Linked DNA regions of Sus scrofa: region 2 is linked to region 1. The links are chromatin contacts, called in public HiChIP or PLAC-seq maps. All regions are on one chromosome and are shown on one strand. The core of a region is the stretch at or near the end of the contact, and the rest is flanking DNA. Distances in the headings are between cores, read along the strand shown.

Region 1 (5,364 bases), core at 1,446-3,945:
CCACAGCTCACGGCAACGCCGGATCGTTAACCCACTGAGCAAGGGCAGGGACTGAACCCTCAACCTCGTGGTTCCTAGTCGGATTCGTTAACCACTGCGCCACGACGGGAACTCCCAGATACATTTTCAATACTATTTGAATAACTTTTGAGAAGAGTATTCCATTCTGTACACGGGTGAGGGCAGCCCAGCCCCTCCAGGATGGGCAGGTGTGGTGGGAGTTGATTGCCTCTTGGGGAAGCTGCACCATCCTGTCACGTTCCCCCTGGGAGGCTCTGGCTCAGCCTCCTGGGTCAGTAGGAAGCAGCTCTTCCTGAGGAACAGCAGACTGTGGGCAGCGGTCCAGGGCTGAGGTGTGGCAGGGCTGGGGCACTTCCTCCTGTGAATCAGTATGAGCTGGAATGGGGTGATCGAGCAATAATAGCTCTATTTTCCTCCTGGGCAGAGCCAGCCCCCTTCGCTGACTTCTCCCCTTCTCCCTCAGCCCTGGCCTCCTCGGTTTCTGTTTTCCTAAGGGCGTTGCCTCAGGAAAATAGTTACCTTCTCTTTGTACAGTGCACTCCAGCTTTCAGCAGCTCTGCCCCTTACCTCGCTTCATCTTGCCAACAACCTTGAGAGTCCTTATCAGTATCCCCACTCTTAAGTCTGGTCATTCTGCGTCCAGCGGTCCGAGGCTCATTCTTGATGTTTGCGTTTGTTTGCATACTTTTTTTTGGCCCTCTTCCTTTCTTCCTTTTTTCCTCTCTTTCTTCCTCTTTTCCTTCCTCCCTTCATTCCTTCCTTCCTTTCTCTTTTTTCCTTTCTCTTGTTTTGATACTAGATTTACTTTTGAACATGAAGGTGAAACTCACTTGGATGCTGCTTCCCTCTTACCTGAGCTAGTTGAGAAAGGAACCTGGGTTAGATTTGCCTTTGAAAACAGGCAGTGTTTCCACTTATAGGCCAGATTTACTCTGTTGCTAGCTTTTCCTTACAGTTTTATTTCTTTTCTTTTTCCCTGTGTTTGAGTAAAGGAATGTGAAACCCAAGACAGAAAAGAAGAAACAAGAGAAAAGAAAGAATCCTAGGGTTTGACCATTTGTGCCTTCCTCAAAAATATAACGAATAAGAGAAATTTTATGAATGTGTTACCAACATTTAAGAAGGAAGTTCCAGAGTTCCCGTCATGGCTCAGTGGTTAACAAACCCAACTAGTATCCATGAGGACACGGGTTCGATCCCGGGCCTCGCTCAGTGAGTTAAGGATCCGGCATTGCCATGAGCTGTGTGTAAGTCGCAGATGAGACACGGATCTGGCATTCCTGTGACTGTGGCATAGCCTGGCAGCTGCAGCTCCTATTCGACCCCTAACCTGGGAACCTCCATATGCTGTGAATACGGCCCTAAAAAGACAAAAGACAAAAAAAAAAAAAAAAAAAAAAAAAAAAAGAAAGAAAGAAAGAAATTTTGTCCTGAAAAGCAAGGAATTCCAGCTTTTCTTGCTGTCATGGCCCCAGTGAACCACCTTCTAAGAGAAAGGCCTGTCAGTCAACTAGAAAGCACTGAGTTGCCTAGGGACAGAACTGGTTTGACAACAGGCCAGGTATCAGAAACTACGCTCATTATTGGTGTAGGGATGATGATTGTTAAGAAATCTTTAGAAACTATCCCAAATACTAATCTGGGAGTCTGGATGACACAACTTCTGTGTAACCTAAGAATATTTTCTCTCCAAACTGTTTTTCCTGTTTAGGTAACTAGAGAAGACAAAGAATTGCACAGAAAGATCCTGCAGATCATTCAAGAGGACTGCCAGAAACCAAATCGTAAGTGGTGTACTGTACATGTGACCCAGTGCCCTAGAAGGGGATGTTCCCTCCTGGAGAGCCCTGGACAGAGAGGCAGGAGACCTGGTGCTTTCCCCAAAACAGCCTGGAAGCATGCCGGTCAAGGCTGCTGCCCCCTCTCTGAGCCTCAATTTCCTCTTCTCCAAAGTGAGTGTTAGCCCCACACAGCTGTTCTGACCTGGGCTACACGTAAGAGTCAACCTTGGGGCTTTTTTGAACATACAACACTCAGGTCCCAGCCCTAGGGATTCTCGTTCATGGGAGGCTGGACAGGTGAGCTCCTCCAGCAGTGCTTCTTCAATGAGGTAAGCCGCTAGACTAGGACTTTCTGATGTCCTTCTGGTTCATGTTCTCTCCAATTTGTGTTATTTCTTCCACTTTTTCCTCTTATCTCTGAACCCAAGCCTAACATTCCCCTCTCTTCTGATAGCAAGACCTTCAGTGTTGGGAGAAATGGTTCTAGACATTATGTTGGTGAACAGTGTAATCCAGTCACCTTGAAAGCTGATAATTTGCAAAAGATGTGGTTTCAAAAATAGTTGGTGGAGTTAGGTCAGCCCCTAGTGGTTAGAAACTCAAACTGTAGATGTTACCATTTGCACACTAGTTAGAAAGAGAAGGAAGCATTAGTCCTATCTTTAAATCCTGTGTAAACTAATCGCTCTTAAAGGTAACTCAACAAAGTCTACCATTTGCAAACATATGCTAATAACAGATGTTGACATATGTCAACAAATGATGCGAGAAGAAAAGTGGGAAGGCTTCTTTCTGCTTCCTTTCTCTCCAAAAACATCCACCTCCAGTCCCTAAAGCCCATATATCCCTGGGCTTGGACCTATTCCAGGCTGAGTCAGTGGGTGGAGCTGGACCAGGGCTCCGGCCTTGGTGTTCACGGTATGCAGCCCTATTTAGCCTTTAAGGACCCATGAGGTCACCTCCCAGAGTGGTGTGACAACAGCTCTTAAAATAAACTGAAAGCAATCTATTACTTTAATGCAAGGTTTCTAACTATTATTCATTTCATTCAGAACAAGAAGGACAAGTATCCTTTAATTAGAGGAAAAGCTACCTATCCACAATTTAAGGAGCTTTTTGGAACAGTGAATTGTGGAGTCCTTAACTAAGAAGGGATAAGAGGAGAGGCTGGTCCCCAGATGACATTCCAGCTAGTCCCAGGCCATCTGGCCAGATTCTTATTTCGATGTATTTTAAGAACAGGGTGGATTAAAATAATCCTAGGGCCTGTGAAGCAAATGAAGGCAATTCACACTTCATTTCTTAGGAGACTCAAACAGCCTCAGTGACCTTAGGGCCTATAAAGTGGCAGGATTTATACCCGCTTCTAATCTACGGGCCAGCTCCTGCTTCATTGAGTGTATGTGTCAAGGGAGACAGGCTCTGCCACTCAGTCTGTAAACAGGAGCCTCTAAAAATCATATGCCTATTCCCTGGAACTAGTAAATTCCCAGGAGCTAAATTCTGGAGCATGAGCAACTGAGTCTGCCAACAAAAATGCCTTGTAGGGACTGTCCTGCAGCCACTCCTTTTCGTAGGAAATATCTATGACATTAAAAATTATTCTGAATAATATATGTATAGGGTAGAAAGTCCAAAAGTACAAAAATACACACAGAAAAGTCAGACTCCCTGCCAGCACAGAGTTCCCCTTTCTACATGGAGCCTAGGGTTGTTACTAGTTCCTGGCATATCCTTCTACAGATGTTATATGCACTTATAAACATATTTGAATAGTTTGTCTTTTCTAAAAAGCACAAGTAAAGCTTAGCATAAAATACTCCATGTTTCATGCTTTTTATTTTAAATCTAACATTGGCATGTAGAGATCGCTCACAACAGTACATAGAAAAGTGCCTGTCTTTTTAATAGCTGCACAGTATTTCACTATATATATTGATAGATAGTCAGCCATTTATTTAACCATTCCTACTGAACCTTTAGTAGGTTTCCAGTCTTTCATACAGAACATAGCATTGAGTTTTCCTTAGCAGGATGATTGGTAGGAGAACTTAAAATCTTTATAGTCACTTATGGGTATTTCAGCAAAGGGTCAATGTACAAAAATGAAAAAACTCTAAATAGGGGCTGGTTTTAGATCCTTAAAGCACGGATCCTGGCCTTATCTAAAGATAGGCCACATGGCATAGTCTGGAGCCCCTTGCCTGGGTTTGAAGCCCAGCTCTGCCACTTTGTAGCTATGTGGCCTTGGGTAATTCCGTGCCTCAGTTTCTTTACATAAAAAATAGGGATAATAATAGTACCTACATGGCAGGTTGTTATAAGGCAACAATTTGGTGTTTTATAAAACTCTTGGTTATATGGCAGAGTAGGAAGCACCAGGATTCCTCCCCTCCACTTAAGACAATAACTGCTGTAGCTATTTGGGAACTCTGGAGTCTGTCAAAGCTAGCAACTTCCAGAGGAAGATTTGGACAGTAAATTGGGGGTAATTTTAGTCAGTTTTCAGATTTTAGTAGCAGCTCCCCATCCTCTACTCCCAGCTCTGTGGCAGGCAGCTGCGCATGTGTTTCTGGAGCAGCTTGTGGAGAGCTTGCAGGAGGTAGGATGAGCAGAAAGGACCCAGTTCTCTGTATATCAGGAGTCTGTGTTCTGCTCACTAACTGCTGCTTCTAATCACAGAGATGCAGACAGAGAGGTGGGGGGACCATTGTTGCAAGCCCCTCACCAACAGCTGAAGTTAAAAGACTTTTTAACTTCCTTTTTCTTTTTTACCCCTTTTGTAGCCAGAGAAGAAAAAGTAGGGCACTCAAAAGCAGCTTCATATATGGGGAAAATTAAAAAGTGATCGCACATGCCCAGGATAAGGGACAGGCTCAAAAACAGACCTGAGAAGACCTTAGGTTTCCATTTCAGGCTGATCCTTGGCACAAAGACAGCCTACAATGACCCCAAACATAAAAACAGTAACAAAAAAGAGCAAACATCAAGGAAGGGAAAGAATCTAATCTCCAGAGTTCATTATAAGATTCAAATGTCCAATTTGCAATTGAAAAAGAAAGACATACAAAGAGATAGGAAACTATCGCCCAAAAGAAAGACATACAAAGAGATAGGAAACTATTGCCCATTCTAAGGAAAAAATATTAAAGTAACAGAAAATGTCCCTGAAAAAGACCCGATGGCAGATCTATTACACAGTCTTAAAACAACTCTCTTAAAGATGTTCAAGGGAATGATGGATGAACAAAGTGGAAAATAGCACTAAAGAGATTAAAAAAAAAAAAAAACTAGAAAGAAACCAACAAGAAATCTGGAGCTAGAAAGTATAATAACTGAATTGAAAATTTTACTAAAGTGATTTAGAGGCAGTTTTAAAAGCAGGTAAAAGAAAGAATCAGCAAGATTCTGAAGAAAAGTGAACAGAACCTAGGGGACTTGTAGGACATCATCAAATGGACCAACATACACATGGGGGGAGTTCCACAAGAAAGGGCCAGAGAGAATATTTGAAGAAATATCCCTAGTACAATGAAAGACATGCATATGAACATCTAAGAAG
Region 2 (5,364 bases), core at 1,784-4,283, 140 kb before region 1:
TGAGAGAACTCGGGGGCCAGCGTGTGACCAGGTGCCCAGCTGGGAGCCCCAACTCCCAGGGGCAGAAGTGCTGAGGGGATGGTTGGATGAGGCTGGGGCGTGGGAGCAGAGAGCTGGTCAGCAGTCACTCAGGGGGATGCTGAGGAAGGCTCGGGAAGGCCTCCCTCACCACCTCCTCCCAGAGGGGCCCAGGCCCAGACGCAGCAGGCCTGGCTGTGGTCTTCATCTTTCTCTTTCTCCTGCCTCCCGCTCAGCTGCCGGGCTGTCATCCATCCCAGGCCCTCCTGGCCCTCCTGGTCCCCCGGGCCCTCGAGGGCCTCCGGGTGTCTCAGGAGCTCTGGCGACATATGCAGCTGAAAACAGTGACAGCTTCCGGAGTGAGCTCATCAGCTACCTCACAAGTAGGTGCCCCTCCCCGACCGTGCTTCTCCTTCTCCAGAGAGAGGGGCAGCAGGGGCCTGCAGGGACCCAGAGGCCAAACACATGAGCTGCCCAGCTTCCTCCCAGCCCGCACTCTCCCACTCAGTGTGAGTTCCCGACCCGCTCAGGGGCAGGAGACCCTGGGAGAGACCCCCACCATCCCCTTCTTTCTCTCCCCAAGACTGGCTCCCACAGATGCCTCTTCCTCCCCACAGGTCCTGATGTGCGTAGCTTCATTGTCGGCCCCCCTGGCCCCCCTGGCCCCCCTGGGGAAAGCCGCCTGGTGTCGGTGGACAGCTCCTATAGCCTGGACAGCAGCTCCTCCTCCCTCAGTCGGGGCAGCTCCTACAGCTCTTCCATGGGCATAGGAGGAGCCAGTGGGGGCTCCCTGGGCGAAGGGGGAGCCTTTGGCCTGGACATGGGCATGGGCCGGGGCTATGGGACAGTGGCAGAAGGTGGCATGTTCGGTGGCAATGGTGGCTTCGGGGCCGGCTATGCCGGAGGTCTGGACTACAACGAGCTGGCCGTTCGGGTGTCCGAGAGCATGCAGCGTAAGTGGGGACACTCGGCCTCGGCGCTGCAGGCTGGGGTGGGATGCAGGGGGCCCTGTGAGCATCTCCACATCCAGAGGGACAGCAGTTCTGGAGTCAGATGGGCTGGGACTGAAGACAGGCTTGGTTCAAAGGGCCCAGTGGGGACTGGAACCTGTCATGCTGTGGGGAACAGAGATGCTAGGGTCTTTACACTTTGTTTTCCCAACTATCCTTTCTCAGAAGAATTTCTGATTACGAAGGTTTTCTGGTGGGGCTGAAGGAAGGTTGTTAGCTAATAGTCCTTCCTCCCCGCGGCTTACCGGTACAGCTAGCTACGCAGTAAAACGCCTGGGATAAAAGCTCAGGGAGGCCGACAGCAAGGAGACAAAGGAAGCCACGGCGCCCTTCCCTCGCAGCCCCCCTCATAGTAACTGCGCTGGGTGTTGGAGGGCACTGTGTCCCCACTAGGAAGACAGTGTCGGGTGACTGGCCCCCTGTGTTTCGCAGGTCAGGGTCTGCTCCAAGGGATGGCCTACACGGTGCAGGGCCCACCAGGCCGGCCTGGGCCCCAGGGGCCCCCTGGAGTCAGCAAGGTCTTCTCTGCCTACAGCAACGTGACTGCGGATCTCATGGACTTTTTCAGAAGTAAGGCATCCCCGATGATTTTCCCAACACTTAACTTGCCGCCTCGACTCATGAGGGGCCTGCTCCTTAGAAACTAGTCTCATGAAAAACCTCATTAACACTTGAGATGCTGAAAATCCAATGAGTTCTACACTTTTTCTCTTACAAGTCCAAACTCTACTACTACCTGCCTGTGTTAATCTGAACAAACAAGCCACTTAACTCCCAAGCTCCAGGGTGATCTCTAGTCTAAGGCCAGTTTTCCCCCTTTGCAGCTTATGGAGCCATCCCAGGACCCCCTGGGCAGAAAGGAGAAGTGGGCATCTCTGGACCCAAAGGTAAGTGGTGGCAGGAAACAGCCACCAGGATCCTATGTAACAACCGCCTCTCAGGGGAAGCAGCTCCCCTACCAGTGCTGTGCTGGGTTCACATGTGCGCCTCCGGGCCCCGACCAGTGCTTTACTCAGCCATGCCCCCATGTGTCCTCCTAGGTGAGAGAGGCCCTGCAGGACCACCAGGTCGGCCTGGGCCACCCGGCCCTCGAGGGCACAAGGGAGAAAAAGGAGACAAAGGTAAGCCTGCTGGGAGACAGGCCACATGTTCCAGAGCCAGCAACTCTGGCAACTGGAAAATGTTAGGCAAATGCCCAGTTACTAAAGGCAGACACTGCCAGCAACATCATCTGCATAACAATCAAATGAAGGCCAGGGAGAAAGGAAGGAGTGTCAACGCAAGGAGGAATGGAGAACCAAGCTCATGATGAAAATCAATGTAAACCCACTGCTAAGTCTTACAAAAGAGGTCACCTTTCAAGCCAGTTTTTCAGTAGCCACAGGTGCCTTAAGTTATCCAAGCTTAAGTTTCCGAAGACTGAAAGGTATTTTTTTCAACGTCCTACTCATCTTCTAACTTCCAGGTGACCAAGTCTACGCTGGACGGAGAAGGAGAAGCATTGCCGTCAAGCCATGAGCGACCCTTAGTGGAAAGGCCCCCTGGGCCAGTTCTTGCAATGGCCTATGGCACTTACGTCAAAACCTTTCCAGAGGGCAAAAGCTGGAGTCTCATTGTCCTACTGAGACAGCACCACGAACAGTCAACTAGAACCCTTATCTTAGTCTGGAACAATATATATGTATGTAGAATTCAGTCCAAGATACACAGCCTGAAACAGCTTCACTGGGTGGGCTCAGCGATGGTATAGGATGAGACTGGCTTCCCTGCTGACCAGGCGTCTGTCTGTGACACTGAGTTCCAGCCCCAGCCTAGGAAGCCAGTTACCATAAACGTTGGCTCAGGAGTCCTGGAGCTTTGCCTAAAAATGAGCCCAGTAAATGGAAGTTGGGGTGCCACTCGATGAGGCTGTTCCGGCTAAGTCTGCAAGGCTGTGCTCTCAGCTCCTTCCTTCCCTGCTCACTCTACATTCTCTAGTCGTAGAAAAGAGTTAGCTAAGAAGCAACTCTCGCAACTGAAAAAATTAGGAAATCCACTTCCTCTAAGGGTGGTGACAGGGTTTTTCCTAGTTATCTCTCACTGTATCTCACATTCCCACTTGCTTAGGAAGTTTGTTTGATTGCAGCTCTGACCTGTCTGCATAGGGCCACACTAGAGTTGATAGTATGTTACGGTGAACTAGGCTGCAGCCCATAGGAACGGAAGGGCGGTGGGCAGGAGGAAAGAAGGGGAGAGGAGGGTGAGGGGACCGCCTGGTGGGAAGCTGGCACCCCTGCTCTGCACTTGGGAAATGCCTGGGGGACTGGGTGCAGTTGGGTTTTAAGCACTTTTCAATGTCTATGAACATTCATGTGGTCTATTAGATTGAGTCATTTCAATTGCAAAATTTCCAATTAAAGGGTTTCTTTTTTAACATTGTTTAACGTGATCTATCTAACCAAAAAAAAAAAAAAAAAAGCTAAAAAGAAAAGATATTTTGGGTCAGCTGGGTTTGATTCTAACACTATTACAAACATAGAGTTGCTTGTACTTTGGGAGATTCTGGCCTTTTGTTTTAATCACTGAGATCATTAAAGGCAGACCTTAATCTGCAACTACTAAGTCAATCTGGGCATATAACAAAGCATTTAAGGTTTTCCCAAAGCATAAACTACTTGAGAAACACATAGGCAACAGATGAGCAACAAGATTATGTGCAATTAATGTAGTGATTTATCCTGGGGCAAAGGAACTATGCTTGCAAGGCAAGTAATAATACATGGAATAGCAAAACTTCCATTAAGGAAAAATGCACAGGGAGTTCCCATCGTGGCGCAGTGGTTAACGAATCTGACTAGGAACTATGAGGTTGCGGGTTGGATCCCTGGCTTTGCTCAGTGGGTTAAGGATCCGGTGTTGCCGGGAGCTGTGGTGTGGGTCGCAGACGTAGCTCGGATCCTGCGTTGCTATGGCTCTGGTGTAGGCCGGCAGCTACAGCTCTGATTAGACCCCTAGCCTGGGAACCTCCATATGCCGCGGGAGCGGCCCAAGAAATGGCAAAACACACACACACACACACACAAAGGAAAAATGCACAAATATCAAATGCTCCACAGAAATGCACAGTAAAATCACTCAAAGTCAGAAGAGGCTATACTGGGCCAACCTGTGAATTTGTTACAAGCTGTGACTCTCACTGCTGGATAACTAAAAATGGAGTCAATTCAGTCGACTTCCACACACCTCTGCTCGTCTGAAAGATGGGATTATATTCCATGTCTCTCCTGAGTGTATCACATGTTATCCAGGGGAAGAAAAATCACCATTTAATTCCACTGTGTCAAACAACTGCAGCAACAGCCACCAGCCACAGATACACTGAACATCCTGTGTGGTCCTGTGCATCCTTTATCACATCCTGAGAGCAACCGCTGTGATCAGTGTGGGAAAAATGAGTGCACAGGCCTTGCTGAATTTCAAGCAATGTTTTACTGGCTCATGAAAACTTACTATGTATAATGAATGACTGCATCATGCCTTTTTCATATTTTAGTTTTACCTAAATGCTGAATCAATTTGTTTTTGTAATAGTAGCTTTAGAAGCTCTGGTATTACATCCCCTTTAATGATACTTGATTCACAAGACATGAGTTTTTCCCTAGTTACACGAGATTTACCTTTCCAAGCTATCCAAGTCTTTATAGACTCCTATGCTCCAAAGGGAAACAGAGTAAAAGCCCAAACTTGCTAGCATCTCTGGACAGAACCCAGATATGAGATATGTCCTCAGCTGGATGGCAGTAGATCTGAGCCTCTCTGTTTCATCAAAAAAAAAAAAAAAAAAAAAAAAAAAGTCAAGCATGTGCTCCATAGTATGCAACGCTCCAGGATTAGAAAATGACACGCTGTGCCTCTAGCCAAGCTGACCACTTGCCAAATGATGCTACCTAATGCTTACTGATTCTTGCATGAACCTATGTATTAATGGTAAAAAGAAGTTATTTTTAGCAGAAGTAAAGTCATACGATTCATGAAAATTTTGGTGAGAAAAATAATCCATCCCAAGAGAAAAAAGGACATAAAAAATGTATATACACATATGTTGACAGAACTATTTTAAGCACCACCCGAAGGAGGAGCTTGCTCGACAAAAAACTCCAAGTAAAAAGGACACTCGTGTGGTGACTAGAGATGGTCTGGAACACTAAGAAGTCTGAGGGGTCGGAAGATCTGGAGGACTGTAGGTTTTAAAATATAATCGGGATTTAAAAAAAAAAAAAGCTACAGAATGTTCTCACGTAGGACAAACTAGTTTTAAAGATTCTCAATAAAAGACTGCTTCCCAAAGTAGATTAAG

Evidence for each region. HiChIP or PLAC-seq counts read pairs in DNA pulled down with a chosen protein or histone mark.
Region 2: an H3K27ac HiChIP or PLAC-seq map of alveolar macrophages shows a contact between it and region 1. The contact joins two enhancer-like sites. A contact is called at or near these places in 4 of 47 Hi-C or Micro-C datasets (blood, embryonic fibroblasts, epiblast stem cells and 1 more) and 2 of 2 datasets of contacts at active chromatin or transcription factors (alveolar macrophages and skeletal muscle).

Annotation. Positions count from the first base shown.
Region 1 is chr14:114,817,157-114,822,520 of Sscrofa11.1, reverse strand. STN1 (STN1, CST complex subunit) reads left to right here. Exons shown (of 10, transcript NM_001243685.1): 9 at 1,733-1,805. Among named protein-coding and RNA genes, the nearest start is that of STN1, 31 kb to the left of the region's middle. Within about 2 kb of position 2,695, at least 17 of the 83 cell types and tissues checked have an H3K27ac peak or open chromatin away from gene starts, as enhancers often do. A contact at or near this core is called in alveolar macrophages, where this site is marked.
Region 2 is chr14:114,957,485-114,962,848 of Sscrofa11.1, reverse strand. It overlaps COL17A1 (collagen alpha-1(XVII) chain), which reads left to right. Exons shown (of 57, transcript XM_013983710.2): 52 at 255-401; 53 at 636-971; 54 at 1,461-1,598; 55 at 1,853-1,915; 56 at 2,069-2,149; 57 at 2,494-3,445. The coding sequence ends at 2,546. It overlaps SLK (STE20-like serine/threonine-protein kinase), which reads right to left. Exons shown (of 18, transcript XM_005671435.3): 18 at 5,355-5,364. Among named protein-coding and RNA genes, the nearest start is that of COL17A1, 48 kb to the left of the region's middle. Within about 2 kb of position 3,033, at least 3 of the 83 cell types and tissues checked have an H3K27ac peak or open chromatin away from gene starts, as enhancers often do. A contact at or near this core is called in alveolar macrophages, where this site is marked.